Regions from separate parts of the Sus scrofa genome. Here region 2 is linked to region 1. A link is a contact called in public HiChIP or PLAC-seq data. All regions are on one chromosome and are shown on one strand. Each heading gives the region's core, a stretch centred on a gene start, on an enhancer-like site or on the middle of the called end of the contact. The rest is flanking DNA. Distances are from core to core; before and after follow the strand shown. Region 1 overlaps CEP57 (centrosomal protein of 57 kDa). Region 2 overlaps MAML2 (mastermind-like protein 2).

Region 1 (7,426 bases), core at 2,596-5,095:
GCTCTATACATGAAATAACCAGCAACACAAACATTAATGAAAAAGAGGCATAAATTAACACAGTGTCAGGCACTTCCTAGAAACCATCAGTGCTTGTTGATGTTTGATAAAATTACAATCTCTACATTTTTAAGCAGGAAAGGAATTAAGAATCAAGTCTATGTATGACTGCTTCTTAGAAAGAATCCTATAAGTAATAGGCATATGATACAAAGAGGATGTGATTTCTATTCATTTAAACATCTATCTATATCTACAAACAAATCCACAGGGCTGATACTAAACATCCAAGGCTACAAAATATACTTTCCCGTTCCCTTTCCTATTTGCAACCACACCTTCTCCAAACCAGGGTCTCTGCTTTTGTTCATCACTTCCTATCCACGTATGCTTTTACCTGCTTTAAAGTGACCCCCTAGTTTTCTCTCTGCCCCACCCACCCCCCATCCCATAAACCTTTCCTTCATCTCGTTCCCACATCTTATGATCCACATTGGTAAAAAAGCAGAAAAATGTTCGCATCATTTACAGGGATACAGGCAGATGAACGAATTTAATTAAAAGATCTAAGTTGTACAAAAAATCTAGAGTTGGACCAACTCACCTTCCCGGCTACAAATGGCATATCACCCAAGCATAATCTATAATGTGGCTGTGCAGCACAACAGTTCCTAGAACCTTTCTGCATGGAAAAGAAAGAAAAGCAATTTTACTCACATGGTGATAAAAGATGACTATATATAACTAATCTGAAACATCAGCTTTACCTCTGATGGCATTATGGTCTGGAGCTCCTAATAATACTTGTCAACATGCATTCTAGCCTAGGAAAGGCTACGAAAGAAAAAGTACCTGATAAAATAGCAGTTATAGTCTAAGCAGAGAAGTTCTGTGTGTGTGTGTTGTGTGTGTACATACACACACACAAACTTTTAAGAGCAAAAGGTAATTAATGCAATACTGAATAGTAACAACTGACATCTGTGTAATGCTATGTAGTTCTAAAATGGCTTTATCTATATTATCTCCCTGTCAGGATGAAAATTTAGAAGTAGACTTTACTCCCATTTTCCCAATGAAGAAACGATAATGAAAGAGATTTACTTGTCCAAGGTTGAGTTACCATATGGTTTACCTAAACTATACCATATAATAATCAGCACTTTGACTTACTGGTTCTGTTTTCATACCTTTTCTGATGGCCTTGACTTCTTTTTTTTAATTCTTTTTGCATTGGGGACACATGAAGTTGCCTTATCTTCAAAGATCAGTCTATTTGTTTCTAGGCCAGTCTGCAACTAGGAAAAATATGAGAGCCTAAAGTTAATACTACAGAAATAAAAGCTATGATTCAAATTTGATATGTGCCATGTAAACACATGTTAAAAACCTGTAGCGGTATCTAATTGAAAAACACGTCACAGCTGTGTAACTGTCTTGAACCAAATCAGCAACATTTGTCCAATATTTAAAACCAATGCCAGTCTCTCATTTCATCTTGGGGATTGTGTTCTAATTTGACCTTTCACTTAGCCTGGAACCCTTTAGCTCCATTTTCCTTCTTTTGCAATTGGTCCTTAAATTATATCTAATGTGTTAGAGGCAATATTTCTAACTCCAAACCAATGGATCAATGTTTTCTTCACGCATGGCATATACAACAGTGCTAGACACAAAGCAGCTGGAGAGCAAAATACATTTCCTCTTTTAAAAACTCATACATTTAACAATACAAGAAAAAGAAACTGGAAATCTATGTCCAGAAGAACTGGAAGGTATGTCAGAAGGTGTTTTAAGCCCTTTTCTCTAGAAGCATAGTAACTACATTAGTTTACTATGGTAGAAATTCCACAATTACTAAGGATTTCAAACAAGGAGTGCTGGTTTCAACTTCCTTTAAAAAATATAATTACATACATACGTACATATATGTATGTGTGTGTGTGTGTGTGTGTGTGTATTTGTCTAGCATAGTAGTTTTCAAATCTGCCTATGTATCACAATTGTCTGGAGTAGATGAGGAAAAATTCATATCGTCAGTTGCCTCTCCCGACTTCATGATTTTAAACATTTCAGGTTGGAGAAATCTTTATTTTAAAATTATTTTAAAGTTCGTCAGGAAATTATGATGGAGCTCAAACACTCAGAACCAATGGATTAGTTAAGAGAAATACTGAGATCATTACTAATGCTTCCCCCAATGACTGGGATAGAATCTATTCAGAGACAAAAGCAACACAGGGATTTCTACTCTCAGGAGCATCTACATTCCCACACATCTAACGTTTTATACATAGTAAACTGAATAGTTATGATTCCATAAAAACCTATGAAGTCAGTGAGTTTCAATAGTATACAAAACAAAAAAATTTGAACAATTTCAATTTTCTAAGTTCTTCCCAGTACTCATCATATGTTTATGCAGCAGAGTTTTAACATTTTTATTTTTTTTGCATTTTAGGGCTGTACCTGCAGCACATGAAAGTTCTCAGGCTAGGGGTCGAATGGGAGTACAGCTGTTGGCCTATTCCACAGCCAGAGCAACACGGGATCCGAGCCATGTCTGCAACCTACACCACAGCACACGGCAATGTCAGATCCTTAACCCACTGAGCGAGGTCAGGGATCGAACCTGCATCCTCATGGATACTAGTTGGGTTTGTTACTGCTGAGCCACAAGGGGAACTCCTGAATTTTAACATTTTAAAGTGCTTCCCTCATCTTTTCTGTTTGAGCTCTCCAACATTATGAAGATATAAAATGAAGACCACTTTATCAGTGGTAAATCCCAAGCTCTAATGGTTAAATACCTTGCCTGAGACTACACAAATGAGGGTTAGCTAGATTTGGGTCCACATTATCACCCTGGCCGCTGCTTTCCCACTGTAGTAGTGTTCACTAGTGGAACCTGAAAACCACTGATATTACATCATGAGTAACAACTTTTTTTCTGCTAAATACAAAACAAAAATACCATAAAATAATTTTCTTTTTACTTTATAAAATAATGAACTTGTTTAATTCTGTATTTCATGGATGATAGAACTCGCCCTCACAACACATATAAAGCATAACATGAAAGTTTGTATGTTATAGGAAGAAACGGAGACACAGCAAAGTGGCCTGCCTACCCCAAAGTGGAATGGGGAAAGAAATTAAGTCATTTCAAAATTTGCTGGTGGTCCAAAATAAAGCCACATGACTCTGTAACTCAGCATAGGAAGGTAAAAAATACATACGAATTGGTCAAGAGGTAAATATTTGAGAACGAAAATCTATCAGGTTTCAATGAACTCTGGGAAGCACTGGAAGAAACAGACAAGATGACAAGGATGAGGTAACAGAGGTCTGCAGTCCTGTGAGCACATTTAGGAAGTGAGCCCAGGACACTGCCGGCATCTGGCCACAGCCAGAACTGCAGGCTCCTAACTGTTGTGGAATTGGGACCTGCTTCCTGTGTTACATTATGAGAAAAGATATACGTAGTAAATGTTATAAAACTTAAAAGCTTTGGAAAGGGGAGGGAAATACATGAGAGTTATTTGAATAAATAAGCTCATATAGGAAGAGTCTTCATTATAAATGGAAGTATTTTATTTAGTGCATAAGATTTGCTGGGTATGGAAATGTTGCTTTATCTTCTAGAAATGCAGTTCTGGTTGGTCACAGAAACTCAATGTTTCTGAATTCGCACTGCCTCACTCTTCTACCTGATAGCCATGGCCAGGGATCAAATTCAAGGCTAGGAACGAGCAGAGCTCATTTTCCTTACATGGTAGCCTTTGTGAATTAGCATGGGCCACAGCCTATTGGGCAGCATACCATCTCAACTTCCGGTGTCTCAAGGCTACCAAAAAAAAGGGAAGCACTTACAAGTAAGATTTTTTTTCTTCTTTTTATGGCTGCACCTATGGCATATGGAAGTTCCCAGGCTAGGGACTAAATCAGAGCTACAGCTGCCAGCCTATACCACAGCCACAGCAACACCAGATCTGAGCCGCATCTGTGACCTATGCCAGAGCTTGTAGCAACACTGGATCCTTAACCCACTGAAGGAAGCCAGCAAATCAGCATTCTCACAGAGACTACATTGGGTTCTTAACCATCTGAGCCACAATGGGAACTCCATAAGTAGGATTCTTTTTTTTTTTTTTTTTTTTGTTTTTTTTGTTGTTGTTGTTGTTGTTGCTATTTCTTGGGCTGCTCCCACGGCATATGGAGGTTCCCAGGCTAGGGGTCGAATCGGAGCTGTAGCCACTGGCCTACACCAGAGCCACAGCAACGCGGGATCCGAGCCGAGTCTGCAACCTACACCACAGCTCACGGCAACGCCAGATCGCTAACCCACTGAGCAAGGGCAGGGACCGAACCCGCAACCTCATGGTTCCTAGTTGGATTCGTTAACCACTGCGCCACAACGGGAACTCCCATAAGTAGGATTCTGAATGAAGCTTTCAAACATTTCTGATAGTAACTAAAACGAGTTTTACATGATTATCTATTATACTATGTATACAGTCTCTGATATTTTTAAGTGTATTAGTTTTTTAAAAAATGCTGATTGGTGGAATTCCCGTTGTGGCTCAGTGGTTAATGAATCCGACTAGGAACCATGAGGTTGCAGGTTCGATCCCTGCCCTTGCTCAGTGGGTTAAGGTTCTGGCATTGCTGTGAGCTACGGTGTAGGTTGCAGACGAGGCTTGGATCCTGCATTGCTGTGGCTGTGGCGCAGGCTGGCAGCTACAGCTCTGATTAAACCCCTAGCCTGGAAACCTCCATATGCCGCAGGTGCGGCCCTGGAAAAGGCAAAAAAGACAAAAAAAAAAAAAAAAAAAAAAAAAGACAAAAAAATGCTGATTGGAAGCCCACAATTTGAAAAACCCTAAAGAACTGCTCATCTTTTACTTGTTGTCTGTAAAAATGTTATAATTTTCCATATTAAGCAGGGTCTGCAAATTTACATATAGGACCATTCCAAAATATAAATAATTGAAGCAGCCCACACGTATCTATTTATATATAAAGAGTAATATGAAATGTAAGGAGCCTACCTGCTCACATTTTAACTTACCTGGGCTGCCTTCGCTTGCATACGTTTCCTTTCCTGTTCTTCTTCGCGGAGTTTGGCTTCTAACTCTTGCATTTTTTTCTAGGGATAAAAATATTAAAAGTGATGAGTGAAAACAGTTTCAGTGTCTACTTGTAAAATTTTACTATAAGACACAGAAATGTGTTATAAAGTTTTAGCATAGTAATTATATGCTGTGAGTTCACTCTAGTAATGGCTCTGGGCTTGCCAGCATCCACGGCTCTCCAGTGTGATTCAACAGAATTATGGGTAAAATCTATGACCAAAGAACACGGCTCTTTATGACTGAATACAGGCTACATGGAAGCTGAATCTGGAAATTTATAGTCTCAGTGGTATTAAGTACTTCTCAAATGGCTCAACTAAAACTAAAATTAGTACAGAGAATAACTTGAACAGAAGCCTTAAGGGTACTCAAAAACATTTTCAACAACATTTTCTGTCAAATGTTGACATAATCTGTCAACATTTTCAAAAAGAACCCCTTCCTTATGTACATTAAGATTGTAAAATATGAACATTTCCTCTTTTTAAAAAATCCTACATGTTTCTTTGCTACAAAGTTGCTCTTTGCCCTATAAAATATCCAGTATTATACAATGAGTGATTTTACAAAAGAACTAAATTATGCACTGATGAGTACAAGAGATTTTCACTGACTTCTGCAAGGGCTTGCATTGTGGTAAGCTTGTTATACTCCTGTTCAAGAAGATCCAATTTTTCAAGCTGGTTTTGAACATGTGTTTGATCATGTTGCCGTTCTCTTTCTAGGGAAACCTAGGAAGCAATATAAATTCAGCATGATGATTTGACAAAAAACTGAAAAACCAACACTGAGAGTACGATGCTGTACACTATTTGTCTGGCCTTTCATAGAATCACTCAGATACTACAAAGGAATTCTAAGAAAACAATACTAAGATGAAACCACAGGAACACCAATAAATACAAGTGCAATCAATCCCATTCTTATGATATTCCTCTCATAACATTTGGTTTCTTGCAGTGAGACTCATGATGCTCTGTGACAGCGGGCATTTACTAGATATGCAGGCTACACACAAATACTTAAAAGTAGTCTGGTTCTCTTAATTAGTTAACCTCTTAAGGCAATAATTACAGTTCTAGTATCTATCATTTACACTTTCTTTGAATTCTTTTTTTTTTTTTTTTTTTTTGTCATTTCTTGGGCCGCTCCCACAGCATATGGAGGTTCCCAGGCTAGGGGTCCAATTGGAGCCATAGCCGTTGGCCTACGCCAGAGCCATAGCAATGCGGGATCTGAGCCGCGTTTGCGACCTACACCACAGCTCACGGCAACGCCAGATCGTAACCCACTGAGCAAGGGCAGGGATTGAACCCGCAACCTCATGGTTCCTAATTGGATTTGTTACCTACTGTGCCACGACAAGAATTCCCCTTCCTCTGAATTCTATGCAAAGCATCCACCATATTTTTTTTTAGGTTTAGTCAATGATTTGAAAAGACTGGAACCTATCAGATTTAAGGACTGATAGTCACAGAATATACCATTAAACTAGGATAAGAAGAGGAAATATGTGAAATTGGGGTCTACTGGTAAAAAGCCAAAACACTAAGCATGTGAGCTCATATACAGCAAGTCTATAGCAAGTGGTATCCTACTAACAGAAATCTGAATATGACAAGTAATATAAAGCAATAAATTTCTCAGGAATTTATGTGAACTATTAATTCCCTATCACCTTAGTAGATAGATACGGCCCTTAAAATAATACATTAAGCTAAAAATTGGCAAAAATCATATTTTACTTTCAGTATTCTTATTAAACAGGCTATTCAAAATAGAATGATGAAAACAGGGCTTAGTTCAAAGACATATATATGTTTAATAGATGTGTTAGTCAAGACATCTCACTGTTGTCTCATGGATGCTTTCTAACTTGAGAACTGGAGTATCCCCATGAAGACAGCTGCTATATTACTGTACATCATGTTTTACCATTTCCAATCATGTGGCAGACTGAGCTGACCATCTGCTTTCCCATCCCATCACATAAAATATTAGACAAAACACAGAAATAATAATTACACAGGAAATCTGAAGACAAGAAAGGGAAACCTGCAGATGAAAAAAGATAAAGTTCCCCTCATGGTGCAGCAGAAACGAATCAGACTAGGAACCATGAGGTTGCGGGTTCGATTCCTGGCCTTGCTCAGTGGGTTCAGGATCCGGTGTTGCTGTGAGCTGTGGTGTTGGTCGCAGACGTGGCTTAGTTCTGGTGTGGCTGTGGTGTAGGCTGGCGGCTACAGCTCTGATTGGACCCCTAAGCCTGGGAACCTCCATGTGCCACGGGT
Region 2 (7,426 bases), core at 1,904-4,403, 520 kb before region 1:
GCGTTTGCGCGACTGATTCACTAAGCCCTCTCACTTTGCTTGGGCTCCTCTTATGTGCAGAAACACCATCCATTTAAAGCGGCCTTTGAGCAGAATGGGTGTCAGAATTCTTTCTTAATACTGCGTCCATCACCAGATTTATCTTTGGGTGGGTTTGTGGAAGGTATCCCCTTCATACTTAATTTGTATGCTGTAAGTGGTCATAAATGTCCGTTCGAGAAAGGCAGGGAATATTGATCATCTAAAATCGAATTTGCACTGTGCCCTCAGATGAAAGCTCTGTGTCCTGCATACCTGCTAGTACAATGCCTTACATCAGTAATGTGTGAATGAGTGTGGAAGGAGAACTGTTCTGTGGGATAGCTTTGACTTTGAGGGGTGTGATACTGCAAGAAAGCTAATAATGTCTGAGCTTTTCAATAGCCTAAGCTTCAAGAACAATACAAGAATAACCTCCAAGCCAGTTCTAATTCTGTCCACATTGAGAGCCTAAGTCTGCAGCCCTTACTCAGCCAGTTTCTTCATTTAGCTCAAGTACAAGTTCGGGGAAGCCCCATTACTGCAGAGACGGCAGGAACGGGGCTTTTCACAGGGCCTGGATTGTAAAGCTTTAAGCAAATCTGCATTTCTAACCACTTGGAGCAGGCTTTAGGCACTAAATCATTTTCTGGTGAAGTATGTTTGAATCTTTGAATGAACTGTGAAACTGAATAATTGCTGGTCCATGGAACAGAAGGGTTTAGAGCTTCCGTGGTGCATTATTAATCTTTCCCTTTTGCCTGAGACAAGCTCTTTTTCTGTTGCTTAGACTGTGTTGCTAGGATGGATAGATAAGTGGTTCCAAGTCATCTTTGGCTTCAGAGATTATCTTTTCTCTAATGTAGTGTGGAGGAAAGAAAACAGATCAGACAAGGAGTCTGCACTCTCAGTTCTGTGCCTGCTTGATCCCTAACCAGCTGGGTGACCTAGGACAAGTTACTTAGCAGTCATCTGTAAAGCAGAACAATAATGCGGCCTGAGCTTGTTGAGAAAGCAAATAAATGTGTGTTTCTGAATAGGCTTTGGAAAAAAAAAAAAATTAAGCACTGCAGAAATGCACGGCATTATTACTAGTATTACTAATAATAAACTACTAAACAACGAATCCTACTACCAGTTTGTCCAGAGATTAAAAGTATACTTAAGCTTTCAGTTGTCTGTTTTAAATGGTGAAATAGCTTTTATGGTAAGTAGAGGGATTGGTAATTTCAAATTCAATGCTGTCAAGATAAGGCTGAGATATCAGTGTACTTAGGTGTTTCTGAAGGTCCCAGGAAATCCGAGTTAAAATGTGCAACGTTGTGAAAGCGTTTAGGGTGTTTTACAGGCCCCTGCCTGGACCTGAGCAGCTTTGGAGAGGTGTGTCTGCTGGAGTGTGTCAGGAATATTAGAAAAGTAGTTTGCACAAATGGCATGGGAAAGTTAAATATTTTGTCAACAATAGTCTAAAATGTTAATTGTTAGCTTAAGAAAGTCAAACAAGTTAAATCATTGCCAGAGTTCCCTGGTTATTTTTAACTGATAATAATCAAGTTTCCAATTGACAATTCAAAATTTGAGGGCTGAACGGGGGGTGTGGTGGGGGTGGCTGAGAACAGAAACAATTCATTGGTCAGATCTGAGTGTCTGAAGCTGTCTGTGTGATAAATATCCTCCCTGAGATAGTGATAGGAGTGTTTACATTATTTATATATGCAGCCATCATTTTCTTAAGAACTGACCTATTTTTGTTCTGTTTTCCAGAACAAAGTAATAAAGGGAGAGTTCTTATCTACACAGGACCATTCTACTGCTTCTTTCCAGTAAATATAATTATAAGATCTCACAAAGGCAAAAGAGTTCAAGTGGAGAGAGAAGTTGGTACAATCCTTTATCAAAAATGGACAGAAAGCTTGTTTTGACGGCAAAGCAATGTTATTACGTCATCTAAGATGTCTTGCTTGTTTGGGGCAAATGCTTGTTTATAGATGGTGTCTGCTTTCTTTGAAATAATATCATTGCTAGGTGGTGTTTATCAAATTTTTCTAAACCTTAAAGTTTTTAATACCCTGTGGCTCCCTTGTGCCGGTAAACCTTTTGTTAAGTACCAAGACAAACATGGGTTTTCAAATGTTCTTAGACGTAACAATTAAATGGGACTGAAGGAGTAGCCCTGATTACCTGTTTTTGTTGTGTGTGTTTGTTTTTAGCACTGCTATTTAATTTCAAAAAGCCTAGAAGGAAATTTGAAAAAAAAAAACAAAACAAACAAACAAAAAAACCCCTATGCAAGTCTGCTATGCATGGCAGCTAAACCATTCTGAGTGGATTCTACTGCTTCCTTGAGCTTTATTAATTCAGGCTCTTTTATATGGTTGTAGGCAGGATCATGTTTAATGAAAATAATTCTGAATCCTTTTTTCTGCATTTTCATGATAACTTTCCCACACTTTTAACAGGTTCTGTGGGAAAATAGAGATAAACACAGCTAGAGACATAGCCCTTTCTTATCGTCTAGTTGGCAAGTCGAGACCACGTTGATATAGTAACAGCAAGAGTGCTAACGAGGTAGACTGGACCAAAACTGATAGAGAAAATCAGAGGGAGAGAGGAATAAATATTTATTGAGCCTGAGAATGTCAAGACAAGTTTATTATTTATTTTAGGTAATGCTTAGAGGGAGGAGAAAAAAAGATGAGTAAGCAACATTTGGCTATTTTCCAAATAAGGAAACTGAGGTTTAGCGATTTAGTAAATGGAAGAATTTCATGCGTAGACTTCCCAGTTTGACCCGTGTTTGACCCCTACTTCACACCTACTAGCTGTATGAGCTTGGGGAACTAATCGTTTTCTTTGGAGGCATCAGTGTCTTCATCTGTAAAATAAAGTTAATATTCTTTAACCAAACAGTCAGCCGCGGGGCTGACACCTAGTAGGTGCTCAAAACTTGAGTGCTGTTAATAGTTGGTAAGAAAGAGTCAAACCCAGGCCAGGCAGTGCTTTCTGGAGAATGTAGGTCACCTGCAGGCCTGAAGGAGGGGAGAGAATGTGGAAATCGGACTGGGGTAGCTGAGTCCAGGTGTCGGTGAACCTTGGGTTTTGGGGGACGGAGCCTGGCTGACACTGTGCTTGGGTGTGAGCAATGAGGGGCCCAGGTGAGGTTGATCGACTTCCTGGAGGGTCTGGAGCTTTGACAGGACTATATCTGAAGCCCTGGGAAATGGTAGAGCAGAGAAGGCTCAGAGGAGTCAGCGTCTATGAAGCAATAATAATCCTTCATATACTTGAAGACAAGTATTACATTTCCCTCCAGCAGCCTCTTCTCATTGCGCACTGCCTAAGTGTTCTGTATTACCTATCCTCAAGTCCCTTGAGCTGCTTAATGCCTCGCTATTTACACACTTCTCCCATTCACTGTGAGTTATATACAGCATGACATGGCCTTTGGCATCGAAAGGAGATGGTTTTAAAAGCACGCTAGCTCAACACAGAAGAGAAACTAAAAGAAGCAGAACTGACTACATACCTCTCCTCTCGGCTGGCTGGGCCTTCCAGTGCAAATCAGAATTGCCCCGTGGGTAAAAGGGTATTCTCTCGATGTGTAAATTGATCTTCCCAACAAATGAGTTTGCTTGTTTACTACCTCGGAAAGGGTCTTTTCATGAAAAACAAAAAATGGTGAGCAGAAATTTATGAGAAGCTGTGATTCCAGATGGTCTTTGAGATTTATTGACTTTCTCCTTGGCTCTTTAATTGCAGGTGTATTACAGATCTTTTACTTGCCCCAAGGTCAGTCAGATACCAGTTTCCCTGACTTGGTCCATGTTCACAGGGCGCAGGAAAAGCTCCCCATGGAGTAAATGGCTGAGGGGAAAGGCCAACAACTCCTTCCCTCCCTGATTCCAGGCAGGATGCTGGGATACTGACTGTGGCTAGTGGACTCTTCACCTATGGCTGCCAGCTCCAACCCTTTGCTACATATATCTAAGGGACAGGTATGAAAGCATTAGAGCTGTTCTGTTTCTCTGGAGAGAGTTTACGTATTCTCCATCAGGCTTAAGGAAGGCTAGAGAGTCGTCGGGCCCTGCCACAACCAATTGCCAAAGGAATGGCTATGAAATGGGCAAATAATAGTATTTTACATGCACTGCGCTCTCCTTGAGTCTTCACGGTTTTAGCAAAGGTTCTGAAATTTCTTTTTTGTCTTTTGTCTTTTTAGGGCTGCACCTGTGGCATATGGAGGTTCCCAGGATAGGGGTCCAATCAGAGCTGTAGCCGCAGGCCTACACCACAGCCACAGCAACTCGGGATCTGAGCCACATCTGCGACCTACACCACAGCTCATGGCAACGCCAGATCCTTAACCCACTGAGCAAGGCCAGGGATCGAACCTGAAACCTCATGGATGCTAGTCGGGTTTGTTAACCGCTGAGCCACGATGGAAACTCCAGGTTCTGAAATTTCATATCAAGATTGTGGACATGGGTGCTTTTTAGAGTTTGGGAAAATTATCCCTTAATTCAATAAACAAAATCATTGTGCAGCTATTCTATGCCATGAGAATGAATGTATCCATGACAAGCCATTTGACATAGCCTTTTCCCTTCTTAGAATTTACAGTCTGAGAGGGGTGGGGGTGCAGTTGGAAAGAGAGGTGTGAAAGTTTGCCTAAGAGGCAAGGCAGTGTCCCACTTAAGAGCCTATGTGAGATTCCTCAGTTTCAAATCACAGCTCTACCACTTACTACTGTATCTTCTTGGTTAAGTTAATTAAACTCTTCAACCTCAGTTTCCTTACCTGAAAAATGGAATGATAGTGATACAACTGAATGCCTCGGGTTGTTGAGTAAATGAGGTAACTTCCTGGCACCTAGCAGAGGCTCAGTAAATTCTAGCTGTCATTATTAGTGTGAGAAGTGACATACCCAAGTCAGAGTCATGGTTTTTCCAGCTCAAGATTCTGTCTCCGGAGGGTGTCAGGCATATTTTGTGGAAGAGCCTTAGCTTTTCTCTTTAAATATTTATTTAAAATGGTTAGTGACGTATACTATGTTTTCCAGTTTCCCTAAATAGTTTGTTTTGGAGATGCCATTTGGAATAGATTTAGATTTCTCTGCAGCAGAGTAAATAGTATCCTTCTTCACAACAAGATCAATTAATAGCTGTTCCCTTCCTGGGATTCTAGGAATCTTAATCTAGAATGTTTCTAGGGTGAGTGTTTATTTGACTCCTTACTTCTAGTATAGAGGCTGGGTTTCCATTTAGTCGCCTGGGGAGTGTAAGGTGTGGGCTGTCTGGGGAAATGAGAAATTTAGACTTCAGGAGAAATTTCAGTAGACATACTTATATTGAGAATTTGGAATAATTAGAACTGAATAGCCCAAATTTACCAATTCAACTGAACTGTAAACTCAGACTGATAAATAACTCTTAAGTGAATCTGGTCCCAGAGTCACAAAGAGTTAGCCTTTCCCTGCTGAGGAGACTGAAAGGTATGCTTTTGAAAGCCAGGTCCCTAGCTGGAGTTGCCCGGGAGTCCCTTCACTTGCTGCAGGTGACACGAATTTGCCCTCTTCCCAACCCTGACCCAGAGCATGTTGAAAATTTTAAGCCTTGATGTGGTTCTTAGCTTGGAGTCTCTTTTTTGCTCAGTACCTCCTCAAGTCAGACTTTCCATAAGAAACATGAAAGCAAGTTTCTGTGATAATAATTCTTCCTCAAAAGCACCATGTTTCTACTAAGAAGTGACGGAATCAGAAGGAGAATAGTCTTATTCTTGGAGGATGATGTTTGGACCAGGACAGATAGATAGCTCCTAACTCAAAACAAAGAATGTAGTCAAAACTTTTTTGTTAGTTTCTTTATTCCCCATCATTTAAACTGTCACCTCCTTCCTCCCCTTGAAGGAAAACATTAAGAAAGGTAGGCTCAAACTTGTGTTGGGCTTGTTTCACTTTATATCGTTTTTAACTGTGTTTTTGCTTCCTGAGTCATGGCAGGTTCATTAACATGGAATCATTAACATCATTGTTTTAAAAGTTCTCTTTTGTCAAAAATGTGAGTTTTTCCAGCACGTTAATAACTCTCATCCATGTGAAGCCCAACTCCTTGAATTTCTCACCGTGCAACAGGCTTCTTTTCAGGTAGCTCTGAAGGATTTGAACAGAAAGTTTAATTACATGTCTTTTTCTTTCTTTCTTTCTTTTTCCCAGAAAATGTACTTAAGGCAAAAGTTTGCTTCAGCAGCTAATAACTTACCAGGGGTTTGTTGAATACACAGTATAATCTCTTAGAGTCATGGTAACCGGGGTGCAAAGAAGAGGCTTAATTGAATACAATGTGTACTGTACTGTGTCTTTGGAATGACAATCGCCATACTTCAGTGTACACTGCTCATTTCTGGAAGTCTCTGGAGTCTAAATTATGTAAAACTGAAAACATTCTCTGGCTAAGCAGCTGAGAAACTAATTTTTTGATGTTGCTGTTGTCCACCTAAGTGGGCCAATACGTGCTAAACTGCTAAGGCTTGCACATTTAATGGCCACACTGCACCATGTAATTTCAGACAGCAAAAAGTATGTGCTGCTGGTATGATCCCCTTTGGTTGTCTCAGAGAAGTGTGGAAAAAGAGCAAAGTACAGACACCTGCGTAAACACGAAAGAGCAGCGGTCCTCCTGACAGAAACCCCGGGCAGAGGCTATAGTTCAGAAAAGTTTGCACCCAAGTCCTGTAGCCATTGCCCCAAAGAGAGCTTCCTTTTCTCACTTATATTCTTTGCATGTGGATCTGTTTGCAGGCTTAGTCCCCGGGAGAGAGATTCTGAGCTGTCTTTGTGCTAAATTAAACATTAGTTTTCTCCTTGGGAACCTGATCTTCCATAGACCAGGCAACTATATCTTTCTGAGAGAGATCTGAGCTCCCTCAGGAAGAGACCAGCTCGGGAGCCTCCTTACCTCTGCTTTTTGCTTCCCTGGCATGGGTGTGTGTTGCATGGGAATTGCCTTTTCTAACCAGGTCCCTTAAAGCAAGGACTTGTACTCTCGTACTCAGTAGAGTGTGGGAGGACCCAGGCCAGCTTGGCTTGGCATATAATACGTGGAAATGGTCAGAGCAGCACCCAGATGATAGAGGATTTCAGCTGCCCACGGGAATGAGTTTCCTTGGCTCACGGCATCCCAAATTTTGAACCCAAGGCAATGAAAGGGAGTAGTAGGCAAAATAGCCATCTCATTTAGCCCTCTCACCTCTCCATCCTGCCCATCCCCAAGAGAGCTAGTTGGTATTGATCTAAAAATAGACATTATTCTATCAATTTGTACATCTTATGAGCCCTTAGGGAGAAAACAGACCAAACCCCTTTCTCATAGGTGAAGAAATATTAAAGCCCATTTAAAAGAAAATATTTTGA

What was found. HiChIP or PLAC-seq counts read pairs in DNA pulled down with a chosen protein or histone mark.
Region 2: an H3K27ac HiChIP or PLAC-seq map of alveolar macrophages shows a contact between it and region 1. The contact joins two enhancer-like sites. A contact is called at or near these places in 1 of 5 promoter capture datasets (fetal liver) and 1 of 2 datasets of contacts at active chromatin or transcription factors (alveolar macrophages).

Annotation. Positions count from the first base shown.
Region 1 is chr9:27,839,385-27,846,810 of Sscrofa11.1, reverse strand. It overlaps CEP57 (centrosomal protein of 57 kDa), which reads right to left. Exons shown (of 12, transcript XM_021062690.1): 6 at 5,750-5,866; 7 at 5,072-5,149; 8 at 1,191-1,298; 9 at 605-682. Among named protein-coding and RNA genes, the nearest start is that of FAM76B, 30 kb to the right of the region's middle. Within about 2 kb of position 3,845, at least 1 of the 83 cell types and tissues checked has an H3K27ac peak or open chromatin away from gene starts, as enhancers often do. A contact at or near this core is called in alveolar macrophages, where this site is marked.
Region 2 is chr9:28,360,703-28,368,128 of Sscrofa11.1, reverse strand. All of the region lies in intron 1 of MAML2 (mastermind-like protein 2), which reads left to right. Among named protein-coding and RNA genes, the nearest start is that of MAML2, 8.6 kb to the left of the region's middle. Within about 2 kb of position 3,153, at least 23 of the 83 cell types and tissues checked have an H3K27ac peak or open chromatin away from gene starts, as enhancers often do. A contact at or near this core is called in alveolar macrophages, where this site is marked.